Linked DNA regions of Sus scrofa: all the other regions are linked to region 3. Evidence: chromatin contacts called from public HiChIP or PLAC-seq data. All regions are on one chromosome and are shown on one strand. The core of a region is the stretch at or near the end of the contact, and the rest is flanking DNA. Distances in the headings are between cores, read along the strand shown. Region 1 has its middle 89 kb from the start of CALM2. Region 2 has its middle 77 kb from the start of EPCAM. Region 3 overlaps TTC7A (tetratricopeptide repeat protein 7A).

Region 1 (3,378 bases), core at 226-2,725, 210 kb after region 3:
GTGGTGAAGGTTGCAGATGCCACTCGCATCCCTTGTTGCTGCAGCTCCAATTGGACCCCTACCTGGGTACCTCCATATGCTGCAGGTGCAGCCCTAAAAAGACCAAAAAGAAAGAAAGGAAGAAAGAAAGAAAGAAAGAAAGAAAGAAAGAAAGAATATGCTCATTTTTCTTCTTTTATTTTTCTGTATTAAAAACAGATGCATGTACCACCACTTCCCCCCCACCACCACCCACCCCATGGACAAATTTTCCTATGTAGAGCTTATCTAAATGTGAGAAAAGATCTAGCAAGAGTTAAACTCTCCCGATGTGGGCAGGGGTCGGGGGTGTTACTCAAGTACTCCTCCCAACAGCTGGAGAAATAAGGATAATTAAACCGGAGAGAAAGGTCACAGGCAGGAAATTACAGAAGCCCACAAAGTCCAAGTCCCTGCTGCCCCCTATCTCCTTACCCTCCCAGGGCACCCCTGAAGAGCCCAAAATGCGTGGGAAAAAAAGATGCTAGGTAGTGAGGGTATTAATGGCTATTCCCTCGGTCTTACCTCAGTTCTCAGAGCTCTGTTTACTCCTTTTCCTGGTCTGGTGGTGCCCACTTCTAGGACCCTCATGCTGACCATCCTGAGTCCATACTCCCGTTGAAACCTGCTCCAAGGAAAGGGGCTCAGGTTAGTGAGTGAGCTGTAGTATCACCTACAGCAAGGCTGCCCAATAAACTTTCATAATGGGCTATTCTGTGCTATCCAATATGGCAGCCACAAGCCACATGTGGTTATCAAGCCCTTGAAATGCGGCCCTCCATGGAAGGCCTTGAGTGCCAGGTGAAGAAGGCCAGACTTTGCCCTATGCATGGTAGGAAAGTTTTTATGGGAGCAGGAAGACTTTATGGTTTTATTTGCTTATTGGTTTGATTGCTACTATTGACTGATCACGGCCTTCCAGGTGCTGGACCCTGGCCTGAGCTCATGCACACTCTCATTTCATTCTCAAATTCAGCCCTCTGAGATTGATGTTTTACAGATGGAGAAAATGAAGCTCAGTTAAGTGTCATGCAAGTACTGAGTGGCAAAGGAATTTGAACCCAAGTCTGTCTTACTCTGACGCCTCAGAACACAGTGCTGGCTTTAAGAAAATTCAGCTGCTATCAGGATGTGAAAATGGGCTGGAATAGGAGGAGGGTGATGAAATCTCCAGAAACAGCACTGGCACTCAGAGAGGCTAAGTAAATCCTTGTTCATTGAAATTGAATTGAGTGAAGAAGGTTCTGGAAAGTCTTTAATCCCAATGAAGCTGCCAGGAACTAAATCTGGCACAGGCCTCCGAGAAACATATTTTTACCAGGTGGGCTGGGGATCCAAGCCCTTACAGGCTCTCACACAGTTTACTGTCCATTAGAGAAGTTAATAAGCTGAGCCGCTTGGCAGGACTGTCCCCTGGCAACTGTGGCCAAGCCTAGGGCTGCCCTAAGGGGACAGGTGTGAAGTCTTACTGTGTGAAGATGGCATTTCCTGTGTTCAGCTGGGCAGAAGGGCCTGGACCAAGGCCCTCTAGGGCCCAAAGACAAGGACAAACCCACAAATCCAGAGTTCAAGGCAATAGGATCAAGAGGCTCTGATCTCCAGAAAATCACTCTAAGTGAAATCTGTCTTTACACCCTCTGTGCCAAGTTCATTCTTGGATCCTCTCCCAACCTACCCCCAACCAGAACTTTAGTTTCTCATACCCTCCAGGTCCTCTTGTCAGAAAACCTTCCCCAAACTTCTTTTATCCTAAGATGTTGGGACATTAAACCCATTGCATTTTCATCATCTATTCCCCTTACAGAAAAATCATTCCATTGGAATTCCAGGTCCTCAGTATGGGAGGATGGAGGCTGAGCTAAGATCTAGCCTGTTTGTAGACAAGACTAGTCTGGCTGATGTTGAAGCAGTTGGGAGAGTTTCTGAGAAAACAGCTCCAACTAAGCATGTCAAACCAGAAGAGCTAAGTCCTTCAGTCTGCAAGTACTTCCTGGACACCCCAGGGGATCCTGGGACTTTGAGAGGCAAACGGAGCAGTAAAAGAAGCAGCAGGTGAAAGAGCTTTGGACTTGGTGACAGAGGACTTAACCTGAGTTTGAATTGCAGCTCTGCCACTGATGAGCTATATGATCTCAGACAAATTGTTAGCTTTTCTGAGTCTCCTTTCCAGTTTTCTTTGATTTGGGAGACAGAGCTGAGTAGTTAAGAGCTTAAGCTCTGGCACTAGATAGACCTAGGTTTGAATCCTAGTTTTGTCACTCATTGGTGGTGGGCCTTGGGAAAATTCCTTGATCGCTCTATGCCTAAGTTTTCTCATCTGGAAAATGGGGAGAGCAGTTCCACCTTTCCTGGTTGTCGTAAGAATTAAATAGAATAATGAGTTGCAGAGTTCCCTTGCAGCTCAACATTGTCACTGCTGTGGCTCTGGTTACAGCTGTGGTGCAGGTTTGATCCCTGACCCAAGGACTTCTGCAATCTGCAGGCGCGGCCAAAGGAAAAAAAAAAGAATAATGAATGTGCAATGGATGCTTCACAAACTGTCTCAGACAGAATCTCAATATGTTAATTATTATTATATTCATCACTTGTTTCCCCAGGATTAGGGTCAGATGAGGAGGAAAGGAAATACTGGAGTTCCACCATGGCTCAATGGTTACTGAACCCAGCTAGAATCCATGAGGATGTAGGTTCCATCCCTGGCCTTGCTCAGTGGGTTAAGGATCTAGCGTTGCTGTGAGCTGTGGTATAGGCTGCAGATGCGGCTTGGATCCCGAGTTGCTGTGGTGTAGGCCAGCAGCTACAGCTCTGATTTGACCCCTAGCCTGGAAACCTCCATATGCTGCAGGTACAGCCCTAAAAAGACAAAAAGGAAAATGGAAAAAAAAAAAAGAAAGAAAGAAAGAAAGGGAATGCTGGGAAACTGGGGGATGGCTATCAGAAATGAAGCTGGGTCAGTGGGAAGATGAGGCCAAAGAGAAATGACTCAAGCTTAGGACTCAGGAGAACCTATGTACACAAAGGTGCATAGCTGAGGGGGCAAGGGGGTGCTGAAAGCCCACCTAAACTCCACTCCCTAGGCAATTTTTACTGCCAGCATAGGGCAGGCAGGCAATAGGACGAGGACTGCCCTAAGGGGCCAGTCAGCTTCTGGGACAGGGAGAAGTGGAAGGAAGTCTTGCAGCTTAAGGAGTTTGGAGGCAGCAACTGGTATTCTAGGGACAAGACTCAGCTACAAAGACCTCACAAGGAAGGACAGGAGACAACTCAGTTCCCAGAGCCTTGTGGGGCTGGTAGGAAACCAAGGTAGAGGAGTTCCCATCGCAGCACAGCGGAAGTGAATCCCACTAGGAACCATGAGGT
Region 2 (3,113 bases), core at 5-2,504, 230 kb after region 3:
GGTGCTCTGGGCCCCGCTGCTTACTAATTTCTTTCTTTCTTTCTTTCTTTCTTTCTTTCTTTCTTTCTTTCTTTCTTTCTTTCTTTCTTTCTTTCTTTCTTTCTTTTGCTTTTCGGGGCCACACCTGTGACATATATGTGTGTGTGTATATATGTATATATATATAATTTTTTTTTTGCTTACTAATTTCTCAGAGCTCCTCTCCTAACAGCTCTTCCCCTCACTTGCCACTACGGCCATATTGGCCTCTTTGCTGCTGTCCCTTAAACTCATCAGACACACTCTCACCCTTTTTGACACTTGCCTATTCACCCTGCATTTTGACACTTGGCTATTTCCTCTCCCTGGAATGCTGGTTCCCCAGATTGCTACGTGACCCACTCCCTCACCTCCTGCAGGTCTCTCTTTGTTTATTTATTTATTTATTTGTCTTTTTGCCATTTCTTGGGCTGCTCCGGTGGCATATGGAGGTTCCCAGGCTAGGGGTCGAATCGGAGCTGCAGCCACCGGCCTACACCAGAGCCACAGCAACACGGGATCCGAGCTGCATCTGCGACCCACACCTCAGCTCACAGCAGCGCCAGATCCTTAACCCACTGAGCAAGGCCAGGGATCGAACCCGCAACCTCATGGTTCCTATTCAGATTCGTTAACCACTGAGCCATGATGGGAACTCCTGAAGGTCTCTATTTAAATGCCACCTTATGGCGAGAGGCTTTCCCCGACCATCCTGTCTAAAATAATACCTCCACCATCCTCTGTGCCCTTAGCCCCCTTAGCTTTTCTTCTAGCACTTATCACAACACGACATAGTATTTATTTCTGTATGTTGTCTGCCTCCCCAACAAGAAGGTAAGCTCCATGGAAACAGAGAACTTTATCTATTTTGTTCCCTGTCCAGCACCTAGAAAACAACCTGGCACATAGTCAGTGCTCAATAAATTTGCGAAATGACTGAATGAATGTGCCAGGCACTAAGCCAAAGTACTGGGACAGGCCATGAATAAGCCTGGGCTCTTGCCCTTGACGAATAGGCTGGCAGACGGGCAAATAATTACAAACCAGAGTGACGAGTGTTGTGTCTAAGTACAGACGTATGTAAAGTACATTTGAAAGCTCAAGGAAGGAAATCGTTCCCTCTGCCTGGAAATCAGAGGAAATCACGAGGATGACGTCACTGGGTGGGGGAGAAAAGGAAAAGGCGTTCTAAGCCGAGAGACGAGAAGGGCACGATCAAGGGCACAGGTCTGTGAAAATATTTGACTTGTTCAGGGGGTGTAGCAAGCAGGCTGGCCTGGCTGGGACGCAGGGCGTGGGGCAGGTGTGGCAGGAGCTAAGTTCCGAAAGACAGCTTCAGGATGTATTATGAATGCGGCTTGTTAGAATGATGACAGTAGATGCTCTGAATTTCAGATCTGTGCCAGGACAATGGAGACATTTCTGGCAAAGAACTCGCTTCTCACCTAAGACCGAGCCCCATGGGAGCAGCCATGCTCTGCTGCTTGGGAAGGTGTGGGAACACTGCAGGGGTCTCCCCAGGGCCACAGGCTAGGGTCTGAGCACCCATGGAAGCGACCTGGCAGCACTTCTTGCCTTCCTGTTACTGATCTAAACAGGACCCTCAGGGAGTTCCCGTCGTGGCGCAGCGGAAACAAACCCGACTAGGAACCATGAGGTTGCAGGTTCGATCCCTGGCCTTGCTCAGTGGGTTAAAGATCCGGTATTGCCATGGGCTGCGGTGTAGACGAAGATTGGCTCGGATCCCGCGTTGCTATGGCTGTGGCGTAGAACAGCAGCTACAGCTCCGATTCTCCCTCTAGCCTGGGAACCTCCATGTGCCATGGGTACGGCCCTAAAAAAAATAAAATAAATAAATAAAAATAAACAGGACCCTCAATAAGGACCCTACCCAGCTCCATGGAGCTCGAGAGTCCTAGGCCACATCTCCTCAGCCTGATCACCAAGAGTCCAAGTTTCCAAATGTCCTTATTTTGCAATCTGACTGAAAAGGGTGGGGAGTGGAAAAATTACAGACGGCAACCACCAAGGGACTGTGGCTTAATATAACTGGTGACCTGGGAAACCAGAGAGGCAGAAAATAATTTCCCTCTCAGACCGAGGGACCAAAGGGGCCTCTCACAGCTGACTCAAAATAAAGACTTTTCCTTCAAGTAGATGAAGAATATTTGTATGTTTGCAGAACAAGAAGATTCTTTCCGTCAGCGTCTTCCTAGGTCGTGTTGCTCCTCCCCCTCCTTCTCCTGCCCGTCTCTGCCCTCAATCTTTCCCGCCTAATTTTTTTTTTTTTTTTTTTTTTTTTTTTTTGGTCTTTTTGCCTTTTTTAGGGCCGCTCCTGCGGCATATGGAGGTTCCCAGGCTAGGGGTTGAATCGGAGCTGTAGCCGCCGGCCTACACCACAGCCATGCAGGATCCGAGCCGCGTCTGCGACCTACATCACAGCTCATGACAACACCAGATTTTTTTTTTTTTTTTTTTTTTTTTTGTCTTTTTGCTATTTCTTTGGGCCGCTCCTGCGGCATATGGAGGTTCCCAGGCTAGGGGTCGAATCGGAGCTGTAGCCGCCAGCCTGCACCAGAGCCACAGCAACACGGGATCCGAGCCGTGTCTGCAACCTACACCACAGCTCACAGCAACGCCGGATCCTTAACCCACTGAGCAAGGCCAGGGATCGAACCTGCAACCTCATGGTTCCTAGTCAGATTTGTTAACCACTGAGCCATGACGGGAACCCCTGTCCCTCCTAACTTTTCCTTTCTTTTCTTTTTCTCTTTTCCCACATGCCCTTTCACCCTGCTCAGTTCCCTGCTCCCCTCTCCTCCCCTCAGCTTAAGCAAGAGACAGATGTTTAAAACTATTAAAGAAGGGAGTTCCCGTTGTGGTGCAGTGGTGGCAAATCCTGCTGGGGGCCATGAGGTTTCAGGTTCAATCCCTGGCCTTGCTCAGTGGGTTAAAGATCTGGCATTGCCTGTGGTACATATAGGTCGCAGATGCAGCTCGGATCTGGTGTTGCTGTGGCTCTCGCGTAGGCCTGCGGCTACAGCTCCAATTGGACCCTTAGCCTGGGAACCTCCATTGCCACAGGTGTGGCCCTA
Region 3 (3,472 bases), core at 321-2,820:
TGTCTTAAGCCAACACCAAAACCAACCAACCAAAAAAACCTTAAAAAAATAGGGAGCAGGGAGAGAGAGAGAGAGTTGGGAATGGGGGTGGAAGCTCCCCCTGCCACACAGCACTCCGGAGTGACCCTAGCTCTTTGCAAATAAGTCAGTAACTTTTCCCCACAGATGAAACCCATGGATTAGCAGGAAATGTCATTGAGTCCATTACCGGTCAGGGATCACTGAAGAATGTCATTGCTCTTCAATTGAAACTGCATCCTGCCACTCCAGCTGCTCCCTGCATTGGGAACACGCTGTGTGTGGCTCCAGCTGTTGCCACGGCAGTTAATTAAACCTCTCACCCCATAAATATCACTGCGGCCAAAGGGGAAAAAAAAAAATCAATCCCCTTCGCCCTGACCTCAGCATCCCCAACAAGGTCTGTATTCTAAGCACTTAAAGGCCTGTGGTCTGGGTCTGTCTGCCACCCAGTGCCCTGCCGATGGCTGTGTCAGGTGGCTGGGACCTGTTGAGGCGCTTCCTTTCTGCACAGGCTGCCTTAGTGAAGGAGAGGCTGGCAGGGTGGTGTCAGGGGTGGAGGAGGCCTGGCACAGGCGATGCTGGTGGGTGGCACAGACCCCTGTCCTCGTGAGCCTGTCCCCACGTGGGAGCCATAGCAGGTCCCTGCCTGTGCCACCTCCAGCTTGCCCCTCCTTCACGTGCCTCCATCCTCTCCTCTGCTTAAAGGCTCCCATCTGTCCGACCTCCCTCTACCTCCAAGGTCTTGTGAGACTCAGATAAGAAAAGATTGCACAAGCGGTTTTGCTACTGGGTTCAAGGACAGCGGGGCGGGTGGGGGTGGGGGTGCGGGTCTGGAAGATGGTCCACAAACAGTGTAAGGCTGTGATCTGGGTTGTGAGGGAGGCAGTGCAGGCCATGGGCCAGGCGGTGGGGAGCGGGCTGCTGTGATAAGGTGTTCGGACTCCGTAGCTGCCCAAGAGGTCACCATTCCTACAGGGAGACTTAAGCCTCCGGGAGAAAAACCCAGCTTTCGTGGAGTTGACTTTTGAAAACCCTCCTGAATTCAGGGATTAGAAGGCAAAGCAAAGAGGATCTCAGTTTCCGTGCGGCGGGGCGGCTGTTCGTTAACAGAGCTTGCGTTTCAAAAGGCAGGAACGTGATAAGGCAGAGAACAATGCCCTGTGGGGACAGCGTGAACCTGGCACAGGGTGTGTGGGGGGAGACCAGACACCCAAGCAGTTTCCTGAAATCCCAGGGGCTTCAGGCTAAGAAGCCCTGGACACATGGGCAGGCCGGGCTGTCGCTGGCCGGTGTGTAGGGGGCCTCAAGGGGGCAGCAGGCTCCCTGTTTGGAGCTGGGTTCCGAGCCAGATCAGGCCTCGGAATGGGAGAGGTCCAGCAGCCAGCGCAGAGATGCCTGTGTGGGTCGCTTCTCCGGATTGGGACTCAGCTGGGAGGGTCATGGGGAACAGGCTGCTGATAAGCTTGGTTCCCGAAGCCACGGACTCCGTCGGGTGCTGGTTTTAGGTAACAGATTCCTTGTGCTTTAGTCAGGCCGCTTGTCAGGGGACGGTCGCCATAGTAACCAAACAACATTCCTGGGCTAATGATGGGAGCTTTCCAATAACCAGTCCGTCAGTCACTGCTCCCACCCTGGGCCTGGCAGCCTGCCAGACCGGTTTTGAAAGCCCAGGCCATGGGTTGGTTGGCAGAAGAGGAGCCAACTGGTTTGTCCTTCCCTTCCCCTCGGTGGCAGGGCCACCTCCTCCCACTCTGCCTGGGAGTTTCTGCCCAGCCCAGGTCCTGGAACACTTGGAAGGTCCTGGGGGAAGGGGTGTCGGAGCCCTAGGGAGCGCTCCCCAGAGCAGGAGCTATATGGCCCTCTTGACAAGCCAGAGCTCGCCACGTAGAAACAAATGGAACCAGTCACAGCATCTCCCCCAGGAAACCTGGGCTGTTTTGGAAAATGTTTGAGTTGACAGACTAGGTGTTAGCTGGGGCCAGACCTTGGCTGAATCCGGCTAAGGCCAACGTCAGCTTCAAGGGCTCCCCTCTGATTCCCTACCTGGCCAGCCTCACCTTTTTCTTAGGTTTGCGTGTGTTAAATGTCCAGTCGTGCAGAAATGATCGGAGGCCTGGGGCTTCTGTGAATATCTCCACCTTAAACTCGGCATGTTTGCTGGATGGTTCTTATTAGGGACTTGCCATAGATCAAAAGGACACTTAAAATACCAGTGCTTCAGCGAGGGGGCTGGAATCAAAGGTATTAGCACAAACAGAGTTTTTCACCTTGCCAGGTTCATTAGACATTTTTGGCTGCCACAGTCCCTGGTGAGGACAAGAGCCGCAGGGTAAACTTGCAGGGCATGTGGTTGATGGGAGTGTTAAGCCAGCCATAATCATGGGCACTGGCCCACTCTTCCCCAAAGGTCAGCTCCTGCTCAGCTAAGCTGGGTTGACATTCAGCATGTCCCTTCTCTGGTTGTTCTGTGGAGCCTCCTGTGACCTCACTGTGTGACACTGCAGTCTGCTAGTGTCCTCACTCTCTCTGTGGCTTCTGCTTACACTCCAGCTAGGAGGGTAGATGATCCAGGGGGTTTGATTTGGGGAAGAAGATGGAAAGGGGGGACAGACAGTTATTTGCAGGCTTTCCAAAAGGAATTCTTTGTTTGAAAGTGGTTTGGGGGAGTTCCCTTTGTAGCTCAGAGGTAACCCACCTAACTAGTGTCCATGAAGGTGTGGGTTTGATCCCTGGCCCCCACTCAGTGGCTTAAGGATCCAGCACTGCCATGCACTGTGGCGTAGGTCACAGATGCGACTTGGTTCCTGCGTTGCTATGGCTGTGGCATAGGCCGGCAGCTGTAGCTCCCATTTGACCCCTAGCCTGGGAACTTCCATATGCTGCAGGTGCAGCCCTAAAAAAACAAATAAATAAAGTGGTTAGCCCTTTGCTTCCTGATCCTCCTGGAGGATCCACATTTGCTGGAGGCAGGCACTGTGTTCCCGGAGCCTTTGGTTTTCAAGCAGGCGTGGCCCATTCCCAAGTCCCTGGGAAAGGATCCAGGAGGCTTTTTAATGCCCATTAAGTAAGGCTGCCCCTGCCCCTGCAGTGGGTGGTCTTAGGTCCCCAGGTCTGCTCCCTGGGTAGAGATTATAGACCAAGACCAAGGTGTTTGCTTCTTGGTGTCTTATGCTGCGCTGGAGCAAACATTTGTTCCGTTGAAGTACCTGCTTTCTGGAAATTCTTCCACCCTGGAATGAGTTTGGAATGGGTCTGTGGGGTTTGGTTCATATATTTCAAGATTAAGAATTTGTGTCCAGCGGTAACTGGAGGTGACCTGCCTCTGAAGGAAGCCGGGCCGGAAGGCCCCTGGTTCAGACATCTGTCAGGAAAGCTAAGGGTGTGCTGTGGGTGCTGGTGGCTGTTCTGCAGGTGGGGCAGGGCTTTGAAGCAAAGAGGTGCTAATCCTGGA

The links. HiChIP or PLAC-seq counts read pairs in DNA pulled down with a chosen protein or histone mark.
Region 1: an H3K27ac HiChIP or PLAC-seq map of skeletal muscle shows a contact between it and region 3. The contact joins two enhancer-like sites. A contact is called at or near these places in 2 of 2 datasets of contacts at active chromatin or transcription factors (alveolar macrophages and skeletal muscle).
Region 2: an H3K27ac HiChIP or PLAC-seq map of skeletal muscle shows a contact between it and region 3. The contact joins two enhancer-like sites. A contact is called at or near these places in 15 of 47 Hi-C or Micro-C datasets (adipocytes, brain, embryonic fibroblasts and 9 more) and 2 of 2 datasets of contacts at active chromatin or transcription factors (alveolar macrophages and skeletal muscle).

Annotation. Positions count from the first base shown.
Region 1 is chr3:93,281,103-93,284,480 of Sscrofa11.1, reverse strand. No RefSeq gene overlaps it. Among named protein-coding and RNA genes, the nearest start is that of CALM2, 89 kb to the left of the region's middle. Within about 2 kb of position 1,475, at least 6 of the 83 cell types and tissues checked have an H3K27ac peak or open chromatin away from gene starts, as enhancers often do. A contact at or near this core is called in skeletal muscle, where this site is marked.
Region 2 is chr3:93,260,287-93,263,399 of Sscrofa11.1, reverse strand. No RefSeq gene overlaps it. Among named protein-coding and RNA genes, the nearest start is that of EPCAM, 77 kb to the right of the region's middle. Within about 2 kb of position 1,254, at least 31 of the 83 cell types and tissues checked have an H3K27ac peak or open chromatin away from gene starts, as enhancers often do. A contact at or near this core is called in liver, mesenteric adipose tissue, retroperitoneal adipose tissue and 2 more, where this site is marked.
Region 3 is chr3:93,494,924-93,498,395 of Sscrofa11.1, reverse strand. All of the region lies in intron 15 of TTC7A (tetratricopeptide repeat protein 7A), which reads left to right. Among named protein-coding and RNA genes, the nearest start is that of TTC7A, 95 kb to the left of the region's middle. Within about 2 kb of position 1,570, at least 49 of the 83 cell types and tissues checked have an H3K27ac peak or open chromatin away from gene starts, as enhancers often do. A contact at or near this core is called in liver, mesenteric adipose tissue, retroperitoneal adipose tissue and 2 more, where this site is marked.